2 separate regions of the Gossypium hirsutum genome follow, and region 1 is linked to region 2. Evidence: chromatin contacts called from public Hi-C data. All regions are on one chromosome and are shown on one strand. Each heading gives the region's core, a stretch centred on a gene start, on an enhancer-like site or on the middle of the called end of the contact. The rest is flanking DNA. Distances are from core to core; before and after follow the strand shown. Region 1 overlaps LOC107909896 (a long non-coding RNA gene). Region 2 has its middle 18 kb from the start of LOC121214713.

Region 1 (5,167 bases), core at 2,293-4,792, 100 kb before region 2:
CTTTCTGCCATTCCAAACAAATGCGTCGTAGCCTTCTTCCTTCTCTGCCGTTTCAAACCCATCGCGCTCTGATGGCGACGAAACGAAGGGGTTCTCCGACGACACCACGACGGTGAGTCTTCCACTACTCCTTTCCGTTTATTTTGTTTTTTATAAAATAAAAAAATAGTAAAAGAAAGACCCAAAAAACAAACCTTCCAAAATTTTCTTTTTTCCTTTGATTTCTTTTCAAAAGTTTTTTTCAAAACTCCTAGCCTTTTACAAAAAACAATTCGCTCCTTTATAGCCGAATCTCTACAGCCCCAAAAACTAAAATTTTTACAATTTTTCTATATTTCCTCTTTTTTGTTTGTTGTTCGTGGTTTATTTGTTGCAGGTACGTGGAAACAGCGTGGGGGTTGCTGCGGCGTGGGGCGTGCACGGCGCTGGAGGTTGCTGCTAACTGTTACTTAGGGTTAGGCTAGGGTTTGGGGTTTGGGTTAGTGACTTGGGCCTTATTGGGCCAAATGTAATTGGAATTGATTGGCTAATTTGGGCCCGGGCAACAATTGGGTATTACAGGAAAAATAGAGAGAGTATGGCTTGAACCTATTCTCTAGGCAATATCCTAAGCTCTTAACCATCAAGACTAAGGCTTATTTTTTGATGATTCATTTTGTCTAACCCCCTAAATTTTGGGGCGTTACAAAGTCTATACAAGAAACTCAATTAAAAAAACCTTGAAATTTATTTTATATATTCTAGTAACTTCAGAAAGAGATAAATCTCAAAATTGTACATGAACTTTGATTTTGTGCAATTTTATATATGAAATTTTAATTTGGTCAAATTCTCACAAATTATGAACACAATTATTGATGTAACATCATTTTAAGTTTATATAATGAAAAAAAAAATATTTATCCAATATAAAAATATTAATGTATTTATTTCTTTAAATGTGTATGATTGAATCAAAATTAAAGTTTCCTATACACATTTGAACAACAGTAAAAGCTTCATCTGTTATTACATTAAATTAAAATTTATGAATCAAATTACACATTAAACTAAATTCATATATAATTTTAAAATTTATACCTAATTGGATTAGGAATAGCTTCCTAGACAAGAAATGTCAGCCCACATTATAAGTAAATGGGTTTTCCTTTTAGTCCAATAATGCCCAAAGATAAGTCAGATTACAAATTTGGGCTTTTTTCCTCTCTAGAATTTTTGATTTTACAAAATTATTGTTGTCTCGGATTTAGTTTATTTTTAATATTGTTTAGTTAACATAAATTTAATTTCTAATTATTATTATTGATCAGAATTAGTATTGTTTCTGGTCAAAACCAAATCATAATTGAATTGGTAGATTAAGAAAGGGTATTCTTTGCATTTTTAAGAAAAATATTAAGTTGGGGATAGAAGTTAGATTTGGATATAAATGAAAGAGAGGAGACCCACATGAAAATTTAAAAGAGATATAAGGTGAAGTTGGTATTTGTGGAATCTACTCAAATTAAAAATCTTTATGTATCCTCAAATTGGTTATTTTTTAATTATTGAATTTAAAAGTTTTCAACCATTTTCTAATTCAACATTTGAACTCACAAAATTCAAATTTGAAGATTAAAGTGGTAAGCTTTCTAACTCTAAATCAAGAGTATATATTTTTTTGAAAATATACTCTTTTTTTTAAGATATAAATTTATTAATAACACAAACTAAAATTTACAAAAGGTTATTAACGTATTATCCACGCATAGATTAATATAGTATTAAACGCCAATCAATAATGAATTTACATTATTGAATGTAAGCTTAGACAACTTTAAATAAAGTAATTGTGGAAAAATAATTTCAATTTCTTTGTTGTTTTTCTTTTGTTTTGTCAGTATCCGAGCTTGTTACCGTATGCTTTTTTCTCCCTCCTATTAATTTTTTTATCTTTTTTCTCCTTATTCACTCTATGTGTTTTCTCTCTTTTCAGTTTATAAATATATTTTGTGGGTATTTTTACTGTCTTTACAAGTTGTGATGGACAGATGATGGTGCATGTCGTTGCTAAAATTCCACCGACCAACAACAATTTCTCTTGGAATTTGGGTCGTTGTTCCATCGACTTCTTAATTTGTTTTTGTTTTGAAAGTATTTCAGAATAATAAATGATTTCACGAATAGGTTTGGACGTATTGTCTTAAGTTTTATATATATATTTTTTATTTTCCATTGTTTAATAAGTCTTCATTTTTAGAAGTTTTTGTGTGCGCTTGTAGCACGCTTTTTAGTCTTGCTTATGCATGTAGTTTTGCTTTTGTAAGTGATTTTAGGGATGGTTTTGTGGTCGTTCTCTCCAGTTTTGTGGATGCTCTGTTCTTTTACTGATTTTTTACCGTCGCTTTGGACCATCCGAGGTTGAATTCCTTATTGTATTAAGTGCTTGCAATTACTCCAAATATGTCTTGCTTGAGTTGTGATAAAACCAATTGTCAACGTGCCATAATGTTCATTTGATGTTGAGGTTGAAGCCTTTATTGTGTTGATGAAGCTTGTCCTTCATCGTCTACAATGGGTGTTTGTTGTTTTTTCTCCTTGAGTTGTATAGTCTCGTTCATGGAATGAAGTAATGAATTTCCCTTTAAAAAATTAATGAATTTGTTTTTCTTGATATCTTAAGCATTTTGCGAGACAATTAATTTCTTATGGTAGGAAAAAATTAGTACCATAATTAACCTAACTACATTATTAGTCACTAAATTAATAGTAAATTTTTGCTTTGGTCATTTAATTAATAAAAGTTACAATTTGGTCATTAAACTATTTGAAAGTTTTCATTTAAGTCACTGAACTATTTAAAATTTTTTATTTAAGTTATTGGGCTATTAATTTTTTTTAAAAGTTCCACCAGCGAGTTCCAAACGATGATTCAATGATTGGTATGGTGGATCAATACCCATCGATGAGTAGAAGAACACGCCTTATATCCAAATCGATCTGACAATTAGTGTCAGACATTGGAGAAAAAAGCTGTTTGAATTTTAGTTTGCAGATTTGTGACATCTAAACTTGTCTCATGAAAAAAAAACTTGAATTGTAAAAGAGAAGGAGAAAGAGAGTTTTCCATTAGTGCAGGCAGTGTGAATAGAGAAAGGCATAAAACATCGACTTTAACTTAAATAAAAACTTTTAAATTGTTCTGCGACCAAATTGTAACTTCTGTTAGTTAAGTGACTAAAACAAAAACTTACCTATAATTTAGTGACTAATAATGTAATTTACCCTTAAAAGTTAAAACCCTTTGTGCTGGATTTTTGTTTGTTTTCCTTTGTACTTGGTGCAAATGGGTGTATATTTTGGTAGGCCTTCATGTCAACAAATTAAATATATGAAAAAGGAAAAGAAAATGAAAACCCTTTTTGCTTTTGAAATGGAAAAGTAGAGTAGATGTAATGGGTATATTTAGTGTACAATTCCAGGTGTCATTGTCAGGAGGATGTGAAAATCCACTCAATAATTACAAACAATAAAAAAGGGAAAGTTGATGGGCCGTGGGGCTTATTACAATTGCACTTTCATAAAATTGACGTCAAATCCTACACCGATGTTGGAGAATGACTCGTGACTTAGATCTATTCACTGAAACAATGGGAAAACTCAAAAAACAAAATTTAAAATATGTGCTATCCTATGGGTAAGTTAGCAAATCAATCATCAGAGTTTACATGCCATAAAATTTCACCCTCTAATTTCCTTTCAGATTCTCCAAGGCCCTCTAACTTTTAAAAAAATTGCATATGTACTTGTATCAATACATTAATTTTTTTAAATTTTTATTTTATTATTTAAGTTTAGTTCAAATATGTGAAAAGTTGTTCTACCTTTTTAATCTTAAAATTTTAGTTCCTATACTTTAATTTTGGAACATTAAATTTTGATTTAAAATTCTTGATTTTCCATTCAATTTTACAATTATACAAAAGGTAAAATAACTTTTTAACCCTCAACATTTATAATTTTTTTAAATTTGGCTCTTACTTTTTCAAAAATGCATAAAAATTACAAAATTTTAAATTTTCAATAAAAATCTTAAGAATTTTAAGAATTTTCATTCCATTAAAGATTCATTCAAATAATTCAAAAAATTATAGAAATATAAAAGTTCATCCAATTTTATTTTTTATAATTGCAAATCGGATGAAAGGAAAGATTTTTAAATAATAAAGTGCAGGGTTTAGTGTCTCAAATTAAAGTAAAGAGATTAAATTTTAAATATCAAACGATATAAAAGTATCAATGTGACAGGATTTCAACATATAACATCATAATTTTCAAAGCTTTAATTTTTTTAAAGGTAAATTCATTAATTCATTCAATAAATGGAACCATATAATTCAGAGAAAAAAATAGCAAACACTCGTCGTAGATAGCAAAAGACAAACTCCATCAACATAACAAAGGTTTTAGCCTCAGCATCAATAGAACATTATGATACGTTAACAATTGGCTTTGTCACAACTCAAGCATGACATATCTGGAGTGATTGCAAACACTTAATACGATAGGGAAATCAGCTCTATATGGTCCAAAGCGACGAGCAAAAAATTGACAAATGAACCGAGCATTCACCAAACTAGAGAGGACAACAAAATGATCTCTAAAATCACTTGTAAAACTAAGATTACATGCATAAACAAGACTAAAAAAGTGTTATGACAGCAGGCAAAAACTTTTAAAACTGAAGACTTATTAAACAATAGAAAAACAAACAAAAAAAAACATAAAACTTAAGACAACACTGGTCCAAATTGATACGTGAAATCATTTATTATTCTAAAATACTCTCAAAACAGAAACAAATTAAGAAGTTAACGAAGAGTCACCCACTTTCCAAGAAAAACTACTGGTGACTAGTGGAATTTTAACGAACGACAAGCGCCGTCATTTGTCCATCACAACTTGTGAAGACAATAAAGATACACATAAAATAGATCTACAAATTGAAAAGAGAGAAGACGTGTAGTGAATGAGAAGAAAAAAGAAAGAAAAGATTGATGGGAGAGGAAAAAGGTGGGCAATAACCAATCCGAAGACTAATTTTCAAAGCTTTAATTTAATCATTTAAACCATGGTCTTTTTATATTTTCTTTTACAAATATATTATTTTACATGTTTTTCTTACTCA
Region 2 (5,310 bases), core at 2,716-5,215:
AAAGCCATACAACTTACGAATAAGGAAGCTCTAACTTGCTTGTTGGTTTTGTTATGGAATTTATGGAATGCAAGGAAAAATAAGGTGATTAGGTGGTGATTTTAGTTCTTTAGTTTACCCTGGCACGAGCGTAGGGTTTCCATGTTCATTTTTCGCTCCATTACTTTGTTCGCAATCCATTGTTTCTGCTCTAGTCAAGACAAGTGCACTAGACATTATCGAAAGGCACTTTGAAGGTTAATGTTGATGTGTCACTAAATCCTGATGACGCTTGAGTGAGAGTAGGGGTTCTGGTGTAGGATAGGGATGGGTTGGTGCGTGGTGGTTTGGCTAGTTGTGTGCTTGATTGTGTTGACCTTGCTTAGGCAAAGCTTTGTTCAGTCATCTTTAGGTTGTAGTTGACTTGCTCATTGGGCTTTTGTAGCATCATGCTTAAGAGTGGTTGTGGACATGTAATTAATAAACTTAAGTCTGATTTGATGGATTAGTTGTTTTGGGCCATCTGTTAAATAAGGCCAAAGCTATGTATGGTTTGTTTGATTTTTTATATTTCAATTGTGTAGTCTGGACGAGCAATAAGGCGGTAAACTTCTTTAGCACCTTGGTTTAGATAATGAGCAATAGCTCACATTTTGGTTAGATTATCCACCTATTATTCACTCGTGTGTACTTTAAGACATTTCCTAATTGAATGAATTGCCCTTTGTGGCCTTTTATCAAAAAATAATAATAAAGCATGCTTAAAGAATGACCATATACATGCAAAACTCCTTCATGAAAACATGTTCAAATTAAATAATTTATCCATCAAACCATTTATATAACATGGAGATCATAAAAAATGTAAATAATCTAATTCAAAACAAGGTTAATTTTCAACTAATTAAAGCTCATAACAAAAGAAAGCTATGTGCATGCTTGCAAAGGAAATATTCAGACATTCCCATGTTTAAAAGTATCAAATTGGCCTCCAAGCTCAATGGAACATAAACAATTTTTTCAAGAACGAAATGATATATGAAACTAACATGTTATACATGTAGACACTCTAAGTACATGCCATAAGTTACAAATATGCTACTTTTATACACTTGATAGTCATGTTGATAGTGTGATATCCTAGGGTTGAGTAGGGCTTCAAGAATCTAAAAGTTGATATCTACGTACAAAGACACCAACACATGAGCATAAAATGCTTAGTAAGCTTAAATGAAAATCACTATACTTACTTTGCTTTGAAGAGGCAATCAATCACAAAGCTCAACAAAATTATCACACATTTAAAATAATAACGTGGAAAAATGAAATTACAAAATTTATCTAAACATAAAGGCACATAAATATGCATCATGCGTACCCATTAAGCATTCACATATTTGCATAGTCCACAACTCAAATTGAAACTATGTGTTGAGTTATTGACACACTTCACATACATTATTATTCTATTAGAAAATAGTGGTAATTTATTTTATAAAATAAATTATATTTTCTAGAAAAAATGTATAATTACGATTAATAAGAGAATTAACTTTTCTACTGAAAGTTAATAAAGTTTTTCATATTGTGTGACTAATTCAATATATTTTGAGCCCACACTCAAAGTAGTTCATGGTTTGAGATTAGCAAAAAAGGTCATTCGGTAGAAAGTCAGGATTGACTTTAAATTGACTCGTACAAAGCACAAATATATTTCGGTTAATATTTATTATTATAAATATTACAACAACTCATATTAAAAAAATTTAAACTATGCCTAAAAACTATTGTTTTCTAAATGGATTTTTCCAACACCCCTCTACATGCACTGTGTTAGGATTTGAGATTTCATCAATGATAACAACATAATGTCTTTTAGGAGTTGAGGGAAATTTCAAATTTACAAGCTGTAAAATTGATAGTGTAATGCTCTCTTCACGAATACTTTTTAGAGCAGTAGTAATGGATAAATGACCACAGGTTGAACTTGTATTTTCCATCACTTGACCTTGCTTGGCCCAACTTTAATTGAGATCTATACATTCTTTGTACCATGCATTTGAGAAACTTGTTTATTAATAGACCCTTTGCTAGTCTGAATAGCCTTGCCTTTTGAGTTATCATTGGGCCTCTTATTAGTTTTACCTCAACCCATACAATAAGCCGAACCTTACCCCTGTAAGGATAAAATTGGAATCCCCATATTACCCCTTTTTTTCTCAACGCCAATTTCATCTTGATAATTAGCTAAACTATTAAACCTTGATCCTACATTTGAAATTTCTTTATTTCCAAGCTTAATTTCAAGACGTTTCTTAGGAGGAGTTGGAGTCTTTCATTAGACAAGGACCATAATTGTTGTATATTTCCAAATGGTATATTGTCTTCTCCAAAGTTGACATATGTTCCTTCTCAATTTATCATCAAGATTATCATTCCTCTTTCAAAGAGGATAGATATCTATCATGTGATAGTAAAGATCATAAGTAAATAAATGTTAGATAGAGATTCGAATTCAGCCATTTATAGCGATTTGTTAATCTTAATTTTAAAAACTGATCGTTTACTTAAATCAAATGACACTGCTAACCTTACAAATCTCCCCTTTATTACGCTATCGATATTATTATATATTTTCATCATTTCCCATATCAATTCCCCAATGACATTTATCAAACTCCTTTTGTACTAAGAGCTGGAAAGGCCTGATAATCGTATCCACACTACCACGTGATTTGAATGAGGTTTCAAAGTAGAGGACTCCTCATAACAAGGTTGTACAGTGAGGCCAAACACTATCCTTGGCCCTCTTGATAAAACATTTGAATAATCTATTTTTTATTTAAATTTCACAATGTAGTATTCATTATCAAGATCTATGAGTTGTAACCCCTTCACTAGCTTCCAAAGTGCCTGGATTTTGTTCAAGAGCACACTAAATACAATCTTTCGTCCAAGCAATTTTATGACGATCGTCTTTCTCATACTTTGTTTGACTAAATTACGTACCCTTTCAAAGAAGGAGATTGATGGCACACCATCCACATTTTCCATGATGAAATCCTCATCTAGCATTTCAATATCATTGCCCTTTTCGATTTCAAGACATTCGTTTTTCTACTACAGAATGCAAGCAACATGTCCTTGAAAGAGGACAAGCCCTCCATTTGTATTTGTGTCCATTATTCGGCTGTAAGTGGGTCCTCTTACCGCACATGAACTTTTTTTTGTGACCCTACCACCCACTCGAACAGCAGCAAGCCTCATCATCCTCCTCTTTGCCATTGAATAAAAAAAGATGGATGGTTTTTCATGTGTAAAGGAGGATAGTTTTTTTTTTAAAAAAAACAAAAAATTATTTAGGTTTGAGCAAGAAAAACTAAAAATCGACTTGAATCAACATGTTTGTACAATTTATGAAATGTAAATTTAAAACTTGTAGCTACCCGAAATTGGACCGAAATCTATCTTTATTTAATATATAATTAATTTTAATTTTTTATGATATTAAAATAAATATTTTATATTTAATAAGGAAAGTAATTTAAAAGATTTTCAAAAATTATTGGTTTTAGAAATATTTATGAAAAAGGCTTTTGTTAAATAATTTTTAAAAGGCATAAAACAAAATTCATTTTGTCAAAATAAGTCTAGAAATTCAAAACAAAGCATTGATATGGAAAAACTGAAAATCGAACCAAATTAAATCACGATGAATAGTTCAAAAATCCAAAAAAAAGTCTACGGAACCAAACTGATATCACCCCAAACATTATTGTTCCAAAGTAGAAAAAGAAAAGAGAAAACAATTTCCTTAATTTTTATATTTATTAAAATAGTTTTATTTAGATTATTTAATCAGCTAATTTCGTGTTTTCTCAATGGAATGAGGGTGTTAAGAACCCAAAAGCTTAAGCTTTGGGTCCAAGTATGTATGGACTCCATTGATGTGATCTTATGGGCTTAAGGTCCAAACCAGATTAAATCTTTGAGAAATGGAAAATGAAGATTATAAACTGACAAGACTTTCATCACTGCATTCAAAACTTGAGCATAGATAACCTGTTGTTCATCAACATTAAAAATCTTATTTATATATTTAACAAATGCTTAAAGATTTACTGTTTTAGAATAAATATCCAAAATTATACTAGTTTCATGTGGTTTTTCACTTTTAACTTTTTAATTAGTTTTTAAATAATATATTTTTAATTATTGTAATTAATTTTTAATTCATTATTCAAATTGTTAAATATAATTAAAATATATTAATTTATTTAATAATTAAAATATAATAAGAAGATATTTTTAATATCATATTAAAATATTAATATTTTGTAGTTCAATTAATATTTTTAATAATATTTTAAAATTCAAATAATAATTAAAAATTGTTATTATTTTCAACATATAAATTAACTTTTACTTCATTTAATCATTATTTAAAAGAATAACTAATAAACGTTATTTAAATATATTTCTAATAAAAATTTTATTAAATCATTTGTACAAAAAATAAAAATATGATATATTGTAAAATAAACTCTTCATTCTTCAATTTTTATTTTTTTTTTCTTAATAGTCAATAAATTGACTATAATAATTTGCAAATAATATATAATTAATATGTAGCACACAAAAAATATCAAGTAAATTTTTTTTTAATTATTGTAATTGAGAAAACTTTTTTACGTCAATTTTTTCTTTTATTATAATTATTTTAACCAAAATTTTAAAATAATAATTTTATATTAAATTATAAATTTTTTAAATATGTAATTATCGCAACTACTATTATACTATAATTATTTTTAAATTTCAATTTAGTAATATGATAGAAAATAAATGGACTAATTTACCTATAAAGGCCTATTTCCAAGTATATTTACGGAAATGGGCCAATTTTTGCATTATTTACAAAAAAAGGGGCCAATTTAGGCAAAACGCGTCCACGTAGGGCGTTTTAAGGTGAAATTTTCAGCAAATTGCGCCCCTAGGGAGCGTTTTTGCCATGTCAGCACAAAACGCACTGACATGGACACGCTTTGCTGATGTGGCAAAAACACTCCCTCAGGGGAGCGTTTTGCTCCATGTTTTTGTCCCCAACAGCTTTTTTTTATGTTTGGGAGGGGTCCAATGGTAAAAAAAAAAGTATAAAAACCCCCTCCTATTATTTCACACAAAATTTCTTCAAAATTTAGCAAAAAACTCTCAAATTTCTCCCTAAATTTCTCAAAGCTCTATTGAATTAATTATTTCCTTTAATTTTCTTTTTAAATTAGTATTATTTTTTTATAATTTCAAAAATATTTTATCGTGTTAGCAATGGCC

Evidence for each region. Hi-C and Micro-C count contacts between places; a contact is called where the count stands out from the background.
Region 1: a contact with region 2 is called in a Hi-C map of leaf, with 3 times the contacts expected there. The contact joins two enhancer-like sites. A contact is called at or near these places in 12 of 34 Hi-C or Micro-C datasets (anther, leaf, petal and 1 more).

Annotation. Positions count from the first base shown.
Region 1 is chrD02:53,664,801-53,669,967 of Gossypium_hirsutum_v2.1, reverse strand. LOC107909896 (a long non-coding RNA gene) reads left to right here. Exons shown (of 2, transcript XR_001687397.2): 1 at 1-112; 2 at 377-781. Among protein-coding and RNA genes, the nearest start is that of LOC107909896, 2.9 kb to the left of the region's middle. Within about 2 kb of position 3,542, at least 2 of the 9 cell types and tissues checked have an H3K27ac peak or open chromatin away from gene starts, as enhancers often do. A contact at or near this core is called in leaf, where this site is marked.
Region 2 is chrD02:53,560,561-53,565,870 of Gossypium_hirsutum_v2.1, reverse strand. No RefSeq gene overlaps it. Among protein-coding and RNA genes, the nearest start is that of LOC121214713, 18 kb to the left of the region's middle. Within about 2 kb of position 3,965, at least 1 of the 9 cell types and tissues checked has an H3K27ac peak or open chromatin away from gene starts, as enhancers often do. A contact at or near this core is called in leaf, where this site is marked.